Regions from separate parts of the Mus musculus genome. Here regions 1 and 2 are each linked to region 3. The links are chromatin contacts, called in public HiCAR-type and HiChIP or PLAC-seq maps. All regions are on one chromosome and are shown on one strand. Each heading gives the region's core, a stretch centred on a gene start, on an enhancer-like site or on the middle of the called end of the contact. The rest is flanking DNA. Distances are from core to core; before and after follow the strand shown. Region 1 overlaps 6030407O03Rik (RIKEN cDNA 6030407O03 gene). Region 2 has its middle 29 kb from the start of C530043A13Rik. Region 3 has its middle 7.2 kb from the start of Gm51633.

Region 1 (4,861 bases), core at 2,303-4,802, 710 kb after region 3:
GTTCGTTCTTGGGTATTTATGGTATATACATATATGCGCACGGGTACGTGTACTCGCATGAGTGTGTGTGCATAGGTCCAAGGCAAATATTAGATATCTTTCTTTATTGCTCATGACCTTATTTATTGAGCTAGGGTTTCTCACTGAGCCTAGAGCTCATGAATTGACGAGCCTAGCTGGCCACTGAGCCTCTAGAAGCCTCTTGTTTCCACCCACTAGCATTGGAAGTACAGGTGATGACCCTAACACCTAGATCTTTAAGTGGGGAACTATCGTTTGAAACCCAGAGTCTCAGGCTTGCAGTACAAGTGCTCTACCCACTAAGGCATCTTTCCAGCCCATCTCCACCACATTTGCCCTCATGAGAGCTCAGATAATTAACTAATCCTAAAAGACATCTCTGAATTGTACCTCTTGTTCCCCTCCCTACTCTAAGGTACACAGGTCTTCCCAATACCTATCTGCCAAAATTCTGCACCAACTGCAAAGATCCAGGTAGTTTTATGGACACTGGGATATAATGGAGTTTGGCTTTATTCTCTATCCCCAAGATACAACAAAGTGAATATTTAATTTGATAGAAAACATAGTGCCCAGAAGCTGAGCTAGCTGGGTACTGACAGCTATCAGTGGTAACTAGCTCAGCTCCGTAAGATTTGCTTTAGGTGAGAATTATTTTCCTGTGTTTTCTTACTGGTAAGGTGGTGAATAACCAGAGAACCTCTAGGTCATGCAAGCAGGAGCAGCAGAACCTTCTCAGCTTCCTGACTCCATAGGTCCTATAACCTTTTCCTTATACAGGTATTCCAATAGTCCTTCCCAGATAAGCCATGATGAGACTCTCAGAGGGTCCCTTGGTGGTCAGCTTTGGTCAGTAAATAAAGACCTTCTCATTGGTCACAAGTCTACTGATTAGAATGACAGGACAGAATGTGTTTGCCAAGGAAACATATAGCAAATATTTATTGCTTTGTGTTTGTTTTATCTGTGTGTACATGTTTGTGCATATTCTCTCTCTTCTTCTCTTCCCTCTCCTCTCCTCTCCTCTCCTCTTCCCTCCCCTCCCCTCCCCTCCCCCATCCTCCTCCCCTCCCCCTCCCCCTCCCCCTCCTCCTCCTCCTCCTCCTCCTCCTCCTCCTCCTCTCTCTCTCTCTCTCTTTCTCTCTCTTTCTCTCTCTCTCCCTCTCGCACAGGCTATCCCTCACTCTCCAGAATGTTCAGAAAGTACTTAAACTTACAAGCTAAGTATGCCTGCCATCAACAGCGCTGTCTACCAGAAGGGAAGGATCCGTCCATCACCTCAGACAACGCAAGAAGCCTTTGCCGCTGTTTCCAGAGGCTGAGACCTGTAGGTGAGGGTACAACTCCTGTGAACAGCTCTGACTCGGAGAACAAGATAACGTAGATCACAGTGCTAAAAGGAAAGAAGCACTGGCCGGTAAAGCCCTGGGTCTTGGAAAGGATGCCTATATTTCAAGCTGTGGCTTTGCCAAGGGTTTTCTGTGAGCGAGGCAAAGCTTCAGCAGTTCTGAATTGTCCACTCCTTGGCTGTGAGCCAATCCACACTTCCCAACACCTTCCGAAAGCACCCCTCACTGTTCCCAACTCTGTGAAGGAGGCCATCTCTATCCCACCCCCACCCCCAGCTTCAGCATTTTATTGTGGCAAACACATGGAGAGTTTTGTTAAAAAAAAAAAAAAATCCTAGAAGAAGAAAAGGAGAGACCAAGCTTATTAAACTCCTCCAGCCCCCTTCAGTGTGGATTCTTTTAAGTCAGTGGCTGGATTTCTTTGAGGTCTCAGTACGTGCTGCTGTGCATGGCTGGTTTAGTGGACGGAAAGGGAGGTAAGAAAAGCTCTGCCCTGGGTAAATAAAAAACCCTTTTGTTAATTCCAGAGCCACTGACAAGGCCATGGTCTATGTCAGGCAGCCTACACAGAAGATTCAATTCTTCTGGGACTGAAAACAAGGAACTAGAGAAGCTCTCCCCCCACCACGCTGCATAACTTCGTCCTGTGCCTGCTAAGTTATTCCCCGCTAATGCATCAGCTGTGAGAGCCCTGCGAAACACGCCATGGTTAAAATAAAACTCAAGCCCCAAGCATTGAGTTTTATTTAAAGAGAAAACTGTTAAGTTGTCTAAAAGTTAGTATCCTCCATCCTCCCCCGCCCCCACTCCCCAGAAAATAACCTAAATCGCTCATTCTCTGGCCAGCCCTTCATGTTCTCATATCCTGACCTGTCCAAAGCAGACTCTAATGTGACCAAGGGATGTGCGCAACCCATCTGAGACAGCTTAGAAATGTTGGACAGAAACAGGCCTCGGGTGATACACCAAAAGGCTGGTCCCCAGAATATCTTCCACGTGGTTCTCTCCAGGAAACTTCTACTAGCGCTTGGTAGAAGATCTTTGCATGTTTGGATTTCCAAGGCGTCTTCCCTCCCTCTGTATCTTTGCTGTATCTTCCTCCCGTAGATTTCCCAACCAGACAGTCTAGGGTCAGGTAGGGTCAGGAAGGTTCTAGGTCTGTGTCCACCACAGACAGGTGACTTTTCCTGTCCGAGACTTAGGTTGTTGGGTTGGGTTTTTTTGTTTTGTTTTGTTTTTCCTTTTTCTTTTCTTTCTCCTCATTTATTCAATGTGAGGTGACTGTTAGATACTGGGAGTTAAGCTTGGCCATGTGTCACACAACTAATAGATTCAAGAATAACACCTGGAAGAACAGTATTGAGAAGCCACACCGCTGTTATTTATGTCATCTGCCTTCCCGTGTGTGTCCCTGAACACAACCAGTCCTCAAGGAACACTAGCCACTTGCTGGTAACCTAAAGAGTAAATTGGGTGAATTATTCCTGAGAGCTGTGAATAGAACAGGAACGAATACCAGAGCCTCTGCAAATTCCGATTAAGACCCTACTTTGCAGAAAACCATTCTCTTTCCATTTACTGAGCAGGTGCACATGACCAGCCTGATGCTGAGATCTGCCTCACAGTCTCCTCTGGGAATCACAACTCTGCAGTTTACAGAGCTCTGGGATCCCAGTCACCACAATGCTTTAAGTGCATTGGTTCTGCTGTAAAAATTATGGTAGTGTCCCAATACCCAGGTGTCTTCACAGGACCTCTCAGCTTTGAGCAGACACCTGGTTTGCTATTTTCTAGAAGGCAAAGTCTGTAAACCATCTTTAACTGAGTCCAGAAGACTTGAGTTTAGCTTCAGACTTTTCCCACTGGATGAAGAGTGTCCCGTGGGAGCCTGACCTACTGTCACAAAGCCTTATGGCTTCCCTCTTACAGAGCCCAACTCCCTGATGATTATCCTAGAGTTGGTCTTGCTGTGTCCCTCCTCTGTTATGTCACCGGTATAGGAACTAGACTGAGAGCCACGGAGCTACAGTGCTAAGGCCTACTAAGGAATCTGGGGAGGCAAGCTGTAAGTTGGTCATGGCTTTTGAGCAAGCCCTGGCAAGTGAGAGCCTGCATTCACACTTGTTCTTTCAGGTCTAATAAGCTACACGCTGGCTTTCTTAGCATCCCAGAATAGCATGCTGAGGCCGAGAGGCCAGCCTGTTTGATGTCCTGCTTTGGACATTTGCATGTCAAAGCAAGGAGGCTACTCGATTATGTGTCACGAATTACATTAAGTATCCTGTCTCTCTCTTAACTCAGCCCTGACAATTCCATCCCTGACCTTGACCACTGTGAAATCTCCACTGGGGAGCGGGGTGGGAGTGGGGGTGGACTGCAGGATTAAAATATTCCATTTGTGTTGTGGTTCTAACTGGTCTACCTCGGATTTTAGAGTTCAGTTCTTCCAGCCTCCTCAGAGAGCTTCAGTCTTAAAAATATCAAGGAAGGCAGAAAGAAAAAAGAAAACAAACAAACAAACAAAAAAAAAAACCAAGGAATGATTTAGGAGTCAGACAAGCCTTGATTTGAATGGTGATTTAACTACTTACTAGAGATTCCTTGCCAAGAGTCCTTAACTCTGCAGTTTCCACAGGTAGGAGGTGGAAGTACTATCTTCTGGACAGGATGCTCTGAATGTCGCCAAGAATAGAGCATTAATAAATAAATAAATAAATAAATAAATAAATAAATAAATAACTGTCATTATGGAAGTCTGGTGTTCTCCAAACAACCTTCCAGTTCTTTAGCCCTTCAAAGGCCAAAGCAGCTCGCTGAAACCCATTGCCCCAGATTGACCGACGAAATCCAAACTCAGATTATTTAACTCAGCTCATCCAGGCACACACTTCAGCGTTTATGCTCTTTCTCCAAATCCCCTCCCTCACAAAGACTCTCAAATACCCCCAGGAACTCTTCTTCCATGTGCTTCCCTCACCCCGAAATCCATTCCCTGATCAGTGAGCCCCCAGCCTGCTGGCCTCTGACTCTGTCTCCCCTTGTCTTTCCTTACTCCCCTCTCTGAATGCAGCACTGGCAGTCTGCCCTCCTCCTGTTTCCTTCTGCCCTTCTTCTTGGCAGTTGCCTAAAGTGTCTCTCACCATGAGAATCTCTTCTGGTCCTCTTCAAGATTATAATGCTTACTGCATTGTCACGTTTTGATACTTCTGTCTTTTTTTAGAGAGCTTGTCAATGTTTCTACCCTGCTCGAAAAGTTTTTCAGGGGGCCAGGGATTTTGAGGCACAACAATTTCTTTGAGGAAGTTTTACACTTATTTTAAGAGGATAATTTTTGATGACTTCTTTTTTGACACTGCTGTAGCTTAGGGTACAGAAACATGCCTGTGACACAATAAGTCATTGTAAAGTGATTTCATTCCGTAGGTATGAGAGTGCAGATGCAAAGGAGGATGCCTCCTACGTGGTGTGGGTGTGTGTGTTCCCCTTTTTTA
Region 2 (4,228 bases), core at 995-3,494, 570 kb after region 3:
TAGTACTTCAGAATATCACCATATTTGAAAACAGTGTTTACAGAGGTAAGCGGGTTCAATGAGGTTACTGGTATAGCCCTTGCTCTCTCATATGACGGGTAAACTCACTATGGGTAGAGCTCATATGTAGGATATGCAAAAAGGGAAGAGAGTCAAAGAGAATCATAAAGCACTGAGGTATCTACAAGTTAAAGACAAACATGCATGATAGAGTCTTCCCTTGTGGCCTGGGGAGGAACTATTCTGCTAATAATTCTACGTCTACCTTCTGGATCTATGAGAAAATAGATTCCTGTACCGTCCACCAGGTTGTAGTCACTATGGAAACAATATGGTCAGAAGCAGCCACACTGTCCTAGCCTGCAGGAGTCAGGCTCCATAGAAGTTACAGCATGTCAAGGTAACAATATCTAAGTGGTAACTGGTACAGGAGTCTGGGCTTCTGTGAGCACAGTGAATAATACTGAAGAACAAGGTTTCAGGACAACTCCTTGTTAATCACCAAGCATTAGCTTTTCTTAACTAGGAATGTAGTGAACAACATACAGCCCCATAATTCCTGTAGGTTGTATTCCTTCACTGTGGGGTCTGCCATGTGCTTATGTGTATCCCCAAGATGGAAAAATATCTCCTGACTGGCTATGAACTCCCAGCAAAGGCAGCTTAGGAATATTCTGGTCTACCCTCTCATGACTTCAAGAGAATAGGGACCAGGAGAATAGAGGTTACTAGCAGGAAGTTACTCTGCTGGTTGATATTCCTGGTTTGGGTCCTAATCCCAAAGCTGAGGTTTTGTGTTGTATGCCAGATTGTCTTCTTATTGGACTGTTATTTAGTTTTAATTTTTAAGACAAAGTCTCACTATGTAGCTCATACTGGCTTCAAACTCATGACAATCTTCCTGCCTGAATTACAGGCATGGGCCTGCTCCCTTTTAAATTTCCCTCTGGTGGTTGGCATTGAACTCGGGACTTTGTATATGGCAGGCAAACACTCCACCACTGAATTATAACTCCAGCCCTGGAAGGAATTTTTTGACATGAGAGAACTAGTGGCTCTCTTGGTTCTTCGGGGTTCTTCTTTATGGAATGAACTTTTAGGTCCCCTGACTTCTCTGAATTTCTGCTCAGGTGGTTTGCCACTTCCAATTCAATACATGAAAGAATAGAGCACTTCTTCCTTTACTTCAGACAGCTTTAGTGATTGTGAATCCCTTTACCTAACGCAGAAAACCATGCCAGGCTGTTGAGAGTATGGACTTTTCCCCTTTATGTTTTAAGTTATTCAGTCCTCCAAAGTCTCTTTGGTGAATACAATGTTAACATTGGTTCAGATGGCACCCCCCACCCCCTTCTATGATAATCACAGTAACACACAGCTCCTTTCTAAGTAGTGGGGCTTGGTTCCCAGTTCAAAGAACACCTGGTCTTTTGGAGAGAAAAGCTTGAAGAGTGTTGGAACAGCAATTTCAGTCTAAAGGAATATGTGATGCCTCTGGGTTGAAAATTGCTACCTAAAAGAGAAACATTTGAGCTACATGCTCTCCCCCGACCCATGGTGTGTGTGTGTGTGTGTGTGTGTGTGTGTGTGTGTGTGTGTGTGTGTGTGTGTGTGTGCTTCTGTGTGTGTGTGCTTCTGTGTGTGTGTGCTTCTGTGTGTGTGTGCTTCTCTCTCTCTCCCTCTCTCTCTCTCCCTCTCTCTCTGTCTCTGTCTCTGTCTCTCTCTCTCTCTCTCTCTCTCTCTCTCTGTGTGTGTGTGTGTGTGTGTGTGTGTGTGTGTGTATTTGTGTGTGTGTGTGTGTGTGTGTGTGTGTGTGAGTGTGTGCTTCTCTGTGTGTATATTAAGTCAGATAGCCTGCTCGGGTTTTTCCACAAGCTGAAAGATGCCCCTGTTCCTTACCACTGTTCCCCCAGCAAGTCTATGGTGAAAGAAGTACCAGGAGGGTTGGGCCTGGGATAGCCTTCTACAGCTCTTTCATCCATGAGATTCCCTGTGGGCATCACTTTTTCTTAATGAATAGCTATTGACGTCCATGCAGAGATGGTCCTAAATCCTGTCAGGAAAATCTAAAGAAGATCAAAGCCTTGCAGGCTTGCTGTGGGCCACTGAACAACTTTGGGCACCATGTTTTCATTAACCTAAGCAAGAAGACTTGCAGTTTAGTTCCAAGCAATGAAGACCTTAAAAATCTGCAGTCCAAAGAGACTCACTGCCACCCAACAACCGTTTCTCAGTCAGAGGCTATTCTGATGCTGATGGGTTAGGGATGAGTCAGAGATAACTGCATGGGAAACAATAGTCTTCTCTGGACAGAACTGATCTAGATTCTAAGAATAAATAACTGCTCCCACATATGGGCCGATGGTTCAAGCACAGCTGTGCTTACTTCCTTTACTCCTCCAAGTTCCGAGAAACAGGCAGCATTCTAGAAATGAGAAGGTCAAAAATTTGGAGGAGTCAAGCAACTGGCCCACACCTACTAGCTGGTAAATGTGAAGTCAGTGTAACAATCTAAGTGGAGTTATCAGAATAGAGCAACTGTCTTTGCAGTATATCTGTATCATGTGGAAAAAATATGTGGATCTACACGTATCCATAAAACCTTAGGAACATGTTCTTAAAACCATAGGGAAGAAATTGTATATCTATATTTCTCTCCCCATTTCTGTATAAATTTTGATATCAATACAAAAATCCAAATATATTAACATCTATATGATTTATAGCAGTGCACAACTCTCATTCTAGAGAAATTTGCCTTATGAATAAAGGTTCCTTCTTACTGCAGTAGACTGATGGGAGTCATTCCTTCCAAGTTAGAACCTAGAAGAAGAGAGAAGGCTCGTAAGATGCCTTTGATATTGTTGAGCTGATGGCACAAAATAGAAAGATCTGACTCCAACAGATGTCCCTGACATGGTCACTGTGGCATGTGAACTAATGTTCTCATGCACACACACAAACACAAGAGGGAGTGTGTGAGGCCAAGACTAATATTTCAGTATCAAATAGTCAGACAAACTTCAGGTCTTTACATTCTTAACAAAACAACTTGGGACCACATTTTTATTTAGAATACATTATTTTTTTCTCAACATAGTTTATTCTTTTTTTTTTTTACTTTCCAATTTTTTATTAGGTATTTTCTTCATTTACATTTCAAATAATATCCCAAAAGTCCACTATACCCTCGCCCCCCCCCCTGCTCCCCTACCCACCCACTCCCACTTCTTGGCCTTGGTGTTCCCCTGTACTGGGGCATATAAAGTTTGCAAGACCAAGGGGCCTCTCTTCCCAATGATGGCTGACTAGGCCATCTTCTACTACATATGCTTCTAGAGACATGAGATCTGGGGATATTGATTAGTTCATATAGTTCCACCTATAGGGTTGCAGACCCCTTCAGCTCCTTGGGTACTTTCTCTAGCTCCTCCATTGGGGGCCCTGTGTTCCATCCAATAGCTGACTGTGAGCATCCACTTCTGTGTTTGCCAAGCACTGGCATAGCCTCACAAGTGATAGCTATATCAGGGTCCTTTCAGCAAAATCTCGCTGGCGTATACAATAGTGCCTGCGTTTGGTGGCTGATTATGGGATGGATCCCCAGTGGGGCAGTCTCTATATGGTCCATCCTTTTGTCTCAGCTCCAAACTTTGTCTCTGTAACTTCTTCCATGGGTGTTTTGTTCCCAATTCTAAGAAGGGGCAAAGTGTCCACACTTTGGTTTTTGTTCTTCTTGAGTTTCATGTGTTTTGCAAGTTATATCTTGGATATTCTAAGTTTCTGGGCTAATATCCACTTATCAGTGAGTGCATATCATATGAGTTCTTTTGTTATTGGGTTACCTCACTCAGGATGATACCCTCCAGATCCATCCATTTGCCTAGGAATTTCATAAATTCATTCTTTTTAATAGCTGAGTAGTACTCCATTGTGTAAATGTACCACATTTTCTGTATCCGTTCCTCTGTTGAGGGACATCTGGGTTCTTTCCAGCTTCTGGCTATTACAAATAAGGCTGCTATGAACATAGTGGAGCATGTGTTCTTATTACCTGTTGGAACATCTTCTGGATATATGCTCAGGAGAAGTATTGCTGGATCCTACGGTAGTACTATGTCCAATTTTCTGAGGAACCGCCAGACTGATTTCCAGAGTGGTTGTACAAGTTTGCAATCCCACCAACAATGGAGGAGTGTTCCTCTTTCTCCACATCCTTTCCAGCATC
Region 3 (4,614 bases), core at 1,367-3,866:
ATTTTAAAACTGTGAAAAAGAATTCTCCATGCTTCTCTCAGCACTATAGGTATCTGTCTCCCAAGAGAGATGTCTTACCTGCCCCCCCTCCCATTGACATTTGTGGTTCCATAACACGTCTTTGTCTTTGGGTTCTAAAGGCCACAGCAAGATTGTGTCAAAGCAAGCAGTGGCTTGTCCCACTAAGTCCTACAGGGCTGGATGCTTTCTTTTTTCCCATTCAGCCGTTGGTAGCTGATATCTTTATGGAGCCTGGAGAGTGAGAAAGGGTGGACTTCTCTCCATCTTGGTCCTTATAAGTTCATCCCAGTCTCATGGACTGTAGAAGAGGTACTGAATGGCAGGATGTGTGAGCCCTCCAGTCTAAGGCTGGAAGAGTTCTCTCCTCAGAGACCTTCTTCACAGTTTTGACGATCACCTCTCCAGCAGTCATTCTCTCAACAAAGCAATACCTGCCTCACCCAAGAACACCTTTCCCTTATTTAGGCAACATGCTCTTCTGCACATGTTACAGCCAAGGTCTATTTTGGCATCATACTATAGAGAATAGAAAGCTAGAAGGTGAGTTTTGGCAGAAACAATACACTAACCAACTCTAGCTAATAGTTAAATTTATAAGTTCCCAAGCCTTAAAGAAGGGTAAGACTGAAAAGAAAAATTTTTTTACGACTCCTTCAGTGCAACCTACTTGGAACATGCCCAGACCAGAGGAAGCAAGGTAGAGAGACTGTGGATGTTCAAGACACAGTATGGTATGGTTCTGGGACATGGGATCATCTATGAGTTTATTTTACAGAGGAAATTGGGACTTGAAGGACAGATCCATTAAGTATCGTCAAACACTAAGTGCTTTTGTTAGGAGTCACATTTGTATCTCTTGGCATCTAGGAAGAACTGACCATAATTTACCCGAGACAGAAAGATCCAGGAACTTTCATCGTTTATAATTTAACTTACGAGTCTGTACAGCTTCAGTTTTCATTGCTCTTATTTTATTTGGATCATAAAGACTGCCTTCTGTGTTGTATTTGGACATGGTCTTGAAGGAGCTCAAACCAGGTGACTTCAGTCTTCTCTTCCTGGCCATGAATCATATTGAAGGTTTTCAACATTCTGTCCATGAATTTGGCTTCATCTTAGAAGAAGCCTCCAAAGAAAGAATGTGTATAACATGGAGAAATGTGTGTGGGGTGAGATGAGGGAGAGGTGGCACTGTCCTGGAGAAAGTGTGGATCGTAGGGTAATGAGAACAGGAGGCAACACAAGAAAATTCCACTTGAGATGCAATCACCTACATCCCAAGATGCAATCACCCTCATCCTACCCTCAGTTTCATAAGAGATTCCAAATTCTTTGCCTTAGTGTGGTCGTTGGAAGTAGGGCAGGTGGTGTCTTTCCTGGTTACCAGACTTGAATTATACATTTCTTTTTGCATGGAGCATCCCTGGTGGATCTTCTGGCTCCATACTTATTTCCTTTGCCTCTGATTTTTTTTCTTTTTGGAAAAACAATACATCATCTTCTGTATCTTAGGTTAGCCTTAAACTTGTCATGTAGCCTAGGGTAACTTGGAACTTCTGATCCACACGTCTCTACCTCCCCAGTGCTGGGATTACAGGTATGCATCATCTTGTCTGGTTATATAGAGTTAGATATCAAACCCAGGGCTTTCTATAATATACTAGGCAAACACTCTACCAACTGAGCTACATCTCCAGGGCACCTCTGACTTTCCCATGTACATAAATATGAATAGGTACATATACATTTACACACTTACTCTCTTCTAATTTAAGCTGTGACGAGACTGAGTGGTGCCTATGGGTGGGGGACCTATCCAAAGGTACTGTGTAAAGGACAGTCAGGTGATATCAACCTTCTAGTCACCTGAGAAACCAGGAACCCAGTGGCTGCAGAGTTGGACATGGGATAACTGCAGAAGACACTGGTGAATTGCTCTCTTCTTCTTCTAATCTAATCTGAGGGAACAAAGAAGAGAGTGCTAAAGTCCTCCTGCCTTTGACTCCACTCCGAGGATTCTGTTAGGGGAGGGCAGGTGGGCAGACTCCTAAAGAAGGTGGTGTCAAGGTTGTTGAAACTCAGCCAACATGGCTACTACCCTCCTTCTCAGGACTTAAGAGTTACTTCATAATAGAACGAACCCCTGCCTTTTCTGGATCTGGGCCAGAGGACTATCTCCAAATTTGTCTGTGACTCCTGCTCTGTCACCTGTCCTCAGTGCCACAACAGTGTAGTGGCTGGGACTCAGGGGTAGGAGATACCTTCTCGTACCTGAGTTCTTGTTACAGGCTAATCATTCCAATGGCCAGGCTCTTCCCTGGCCTACAGATATTCTAAATGCCTGGTTTCCTGTACTTATGTGCTTAGTGATCTGAGCAAGGAGGCCAGATTTTTGATCCATTTGCAAAAACCATCTATTCTTGCTCAGGTCTGTAGCCCTTGGCTGCTGTTCCTGGGCTTGGCAGTAACTTTGGTAACTATGTGTGGCCAGTTGCAATGGCAACGATAGCTAATGTTTACGGAGCACTTGATAGGCATCAGGCGCTGTCTGAACAATCCCTGTGCTAACTCAGCCTTCAGCTCTGTTCCACAGGGGCAGTTATATATTAGCTATTTTGCAGATGAAGAGGCTGAAAGGCTCTTGCCCAAGGTCTCCTAAGCCAAGAGCGAGCAGAGACTGCTTCTGAATGTAAGCCAATAGGACTCCAGAGGCCACTCAACCCTGGAGCCCAAAGCTACTATTGTTCTGAGAGAGTGGGGAAAACTCAAGGGAACCTGACCCCAGTATCAGGAAAGGGGTTTGGAGGCCCTGCGGGTGTACCAGGCCACCATCTTGAAGCAGACACATGGCTCATCTGTGTGTTCCCAGTTATCAGTGTGAAGCCCAGCTCCAAGCACAGGAGGCTTGGTTGATTGGCTGTCTTATTGGGTTGGTAAGCACTTGTTACACAGAGTTCCTAGCATTCACAAAGGGATAGGAGGTCTAATGTACTCTATACAAAAGAAGCTGTCTGTGGAGGATGCTCAGCATGGAGCAGGGGTTCTGCCTACCCTTTCTTCCTTATATATTTTTATCATCCTCCTTTTCCAAACACACACATCACTATTCCTATTGTTCTGCCCAAGGGTGTTTCTCTCTGATGCTTAGTTCTAACTCACAGTAGATTCTTTCTTCCTCCACGCCTTGGAGTAGCTGGCTTCCTCAACTCATTCTTTGGGACTGTCAAACAATCATGGAGGAACTCCAAGATTTCAGGACAAAGGCTAGAATGTTTCTGTACACACAAATTATGAAAGAAGAAGAAGAAGAAAAAAAAGGAAAACCCTAGCCTGGGTTTTGAGAAGGTTCTCCTGCTGTTATGAATGATAAGAAGCATTCATATTCTTAGCCTTATAGGTTGGGCCAAAGAAGAATGTACAATGTTGGTAGGTAGACTTGTGAGCACAATGGAACCTTGAGAGCTGGTCAAATGACTGTCAACGTGGATGCTTAGTACATCTGGCTTTCTTTTTGCCTGTGCCAGCTTTCACCCCAAACTAGCTGGACTCCATCAAAGGGATCATGGCTGTAAGCAAAGCGACTCCTTTCCAATTTCAGCTGGCATGAGAGCAAACACATTGTCCTGGAGGCACACCCAGCTTGCCAACTCCAGATGATGGGAAGTGATGTCCAGGGCTCTAGCCTGGACAAGCAGGGCATTCTGGGTATTGACATGCAAATACCCAGGGTACAGCGTGTGTAGGAGGGCAGGGACATTGCCTCCAAGGTTAGGCATTCCCCATTAGATCCTCAATCTCTCTCTCTAAGGCAATGGCTTAAGGCAAGGAGAGCCTGGTATGGTGGAGCACACCAGTGATCGCAGCATTCAAGAGGTTTGAGGCAGGAGAATCTCAGAGGTTTAAGGTTATCCTTAGTTACATACTGAATTTGAGTTCAGCCTAGGCTATGGGAGACCCTGTCTCCAAAATAAAGGGTGGAGGGGGAGGGAGAGTGGGACAGGAGAGGAGAGTTCCAAGAAAAGAGAAGAGAAAGTGGGCCACAGTGGGAACCAGCTGCTAAGAAACAGTGCTGGCTCATGTTTCAGGGGGATGCTTGAGAATGGACTTGGCTAGACCTCAGATGAAGTCTTGGCTGCCCGGGGTGCCCATCAGAAAGTTGTCCCTTCCCTTTCCAGCTGCTACCATCCTGGGGGAGCTGTGTAGGCACACTCTGAGCCTCTTGCTCTATTCCTGCCTCACTGGTACCCAGCATCTTGGAGGCATTCTCTTGGCTTCTCAATGTCCTGTGTCCAGCTCATCCCTCATGTCTTTGTCAGCAGCCTCAAGGTGTGTTGTGCCCAGTAGACCAATGACATACAGTCCTGTGGGCACATTTGGTGACCTTCTCTTGGCCCAATGACCCAAGACAACTCCTGTAGTCTTGTTGCTGCCCCAAATATGGCTTTCAACACAGTTATCCAGTGAGCCTGCTCCAGTGAGGGCCAATCATTTTATCAACACCTTAATCTCAATGATGTCGTATAACTGTTGATTCTTGTCTGTGTCTCTGGAGGAGGAGGGGTAGAATGATAAAGGGTGGGGATTGGGGCCAAG

What was found. HiCAR-type assays count read pairs that join an accessible place to other places. HiChIP or PLAC-seq counts read pairs in DNA pulled down with a chosen protein or histone mark.
Region 1: a HiCAR-type map of astrocytes shows a contact between it and region 3, with 4 times the contacts expected there. The contact joins two enhancer-like sites. A contact is called at or near these places in 1 of 115 datasets of contacts at active chromatin or transcription factors (astrocytes) and 1 of 9 other capture datasets (embryonic stem cells).
Region 2: a contact with region 3 is called in an H3K27ac HiChIP or PLAC-seq map of VIP interneurons, with 10 times the contacts expected there. The contact joins two enhancer-like sites. A contact is called at or near these places in 2 of 115 datasets of contacts at active chromatin or transcription factors (VIP interneurons and embryonic stem cells).

What each region holds. Positions count from the first base shown.
Region 1 is chr1:73,639,364-73,644,224 of GRCm38.p6, forward strand. The region is part of intron 7 of 6030407O03Rik (RIKEN cDNA 6030407O03 gene); the gene reads right to left. Among named protein-coding and RNA genes, the nearest start is that of C530043A13Rik, 110 kb to the left of the region's middle. Within about 2 kb of position 3,553, at least 31 of the 459 cell types and tissues checked have an H3K27ac peak or open chromatin away from gene starts, as enhancers often do. A contact at or near this core is called in astrocytes, where this site is marked.
Region 2 is chr1:73,498,612-73,502,839 of GRCm38.p6, forward strand. No RefSeq gene overlaps it. Among named protein-coding and RNA genes, the nearest start is that of C530043A13Rik, 29 kb to the right of the region's middle. Within about 2 kb of position 2,245, at least 3 of the 459 cell types and tissues checked have an H3K27ac peak or open chromatin away from gene starts, as enhancers often do. A contact at or near this core is called in VIP interneurons, where this site is marked.
Region 3 is chr1:72,927,400-72,932,013 of GRCm38.p6, forward strand. No RefSeq gene overlaps it. Among named protein-coding and RNA genes, the nearest start is that of Gm51633, 7.2 kb to the right of the region's middle. Within about 2 kb of position 2,617, at least 25 of the 459 cell types and tissues checked have an H3K27ac peak or open chromatin away from gene starts, as enhancers often do. A contact at or near this core is called in VIP interneurons and astrocytes, where this site is marked.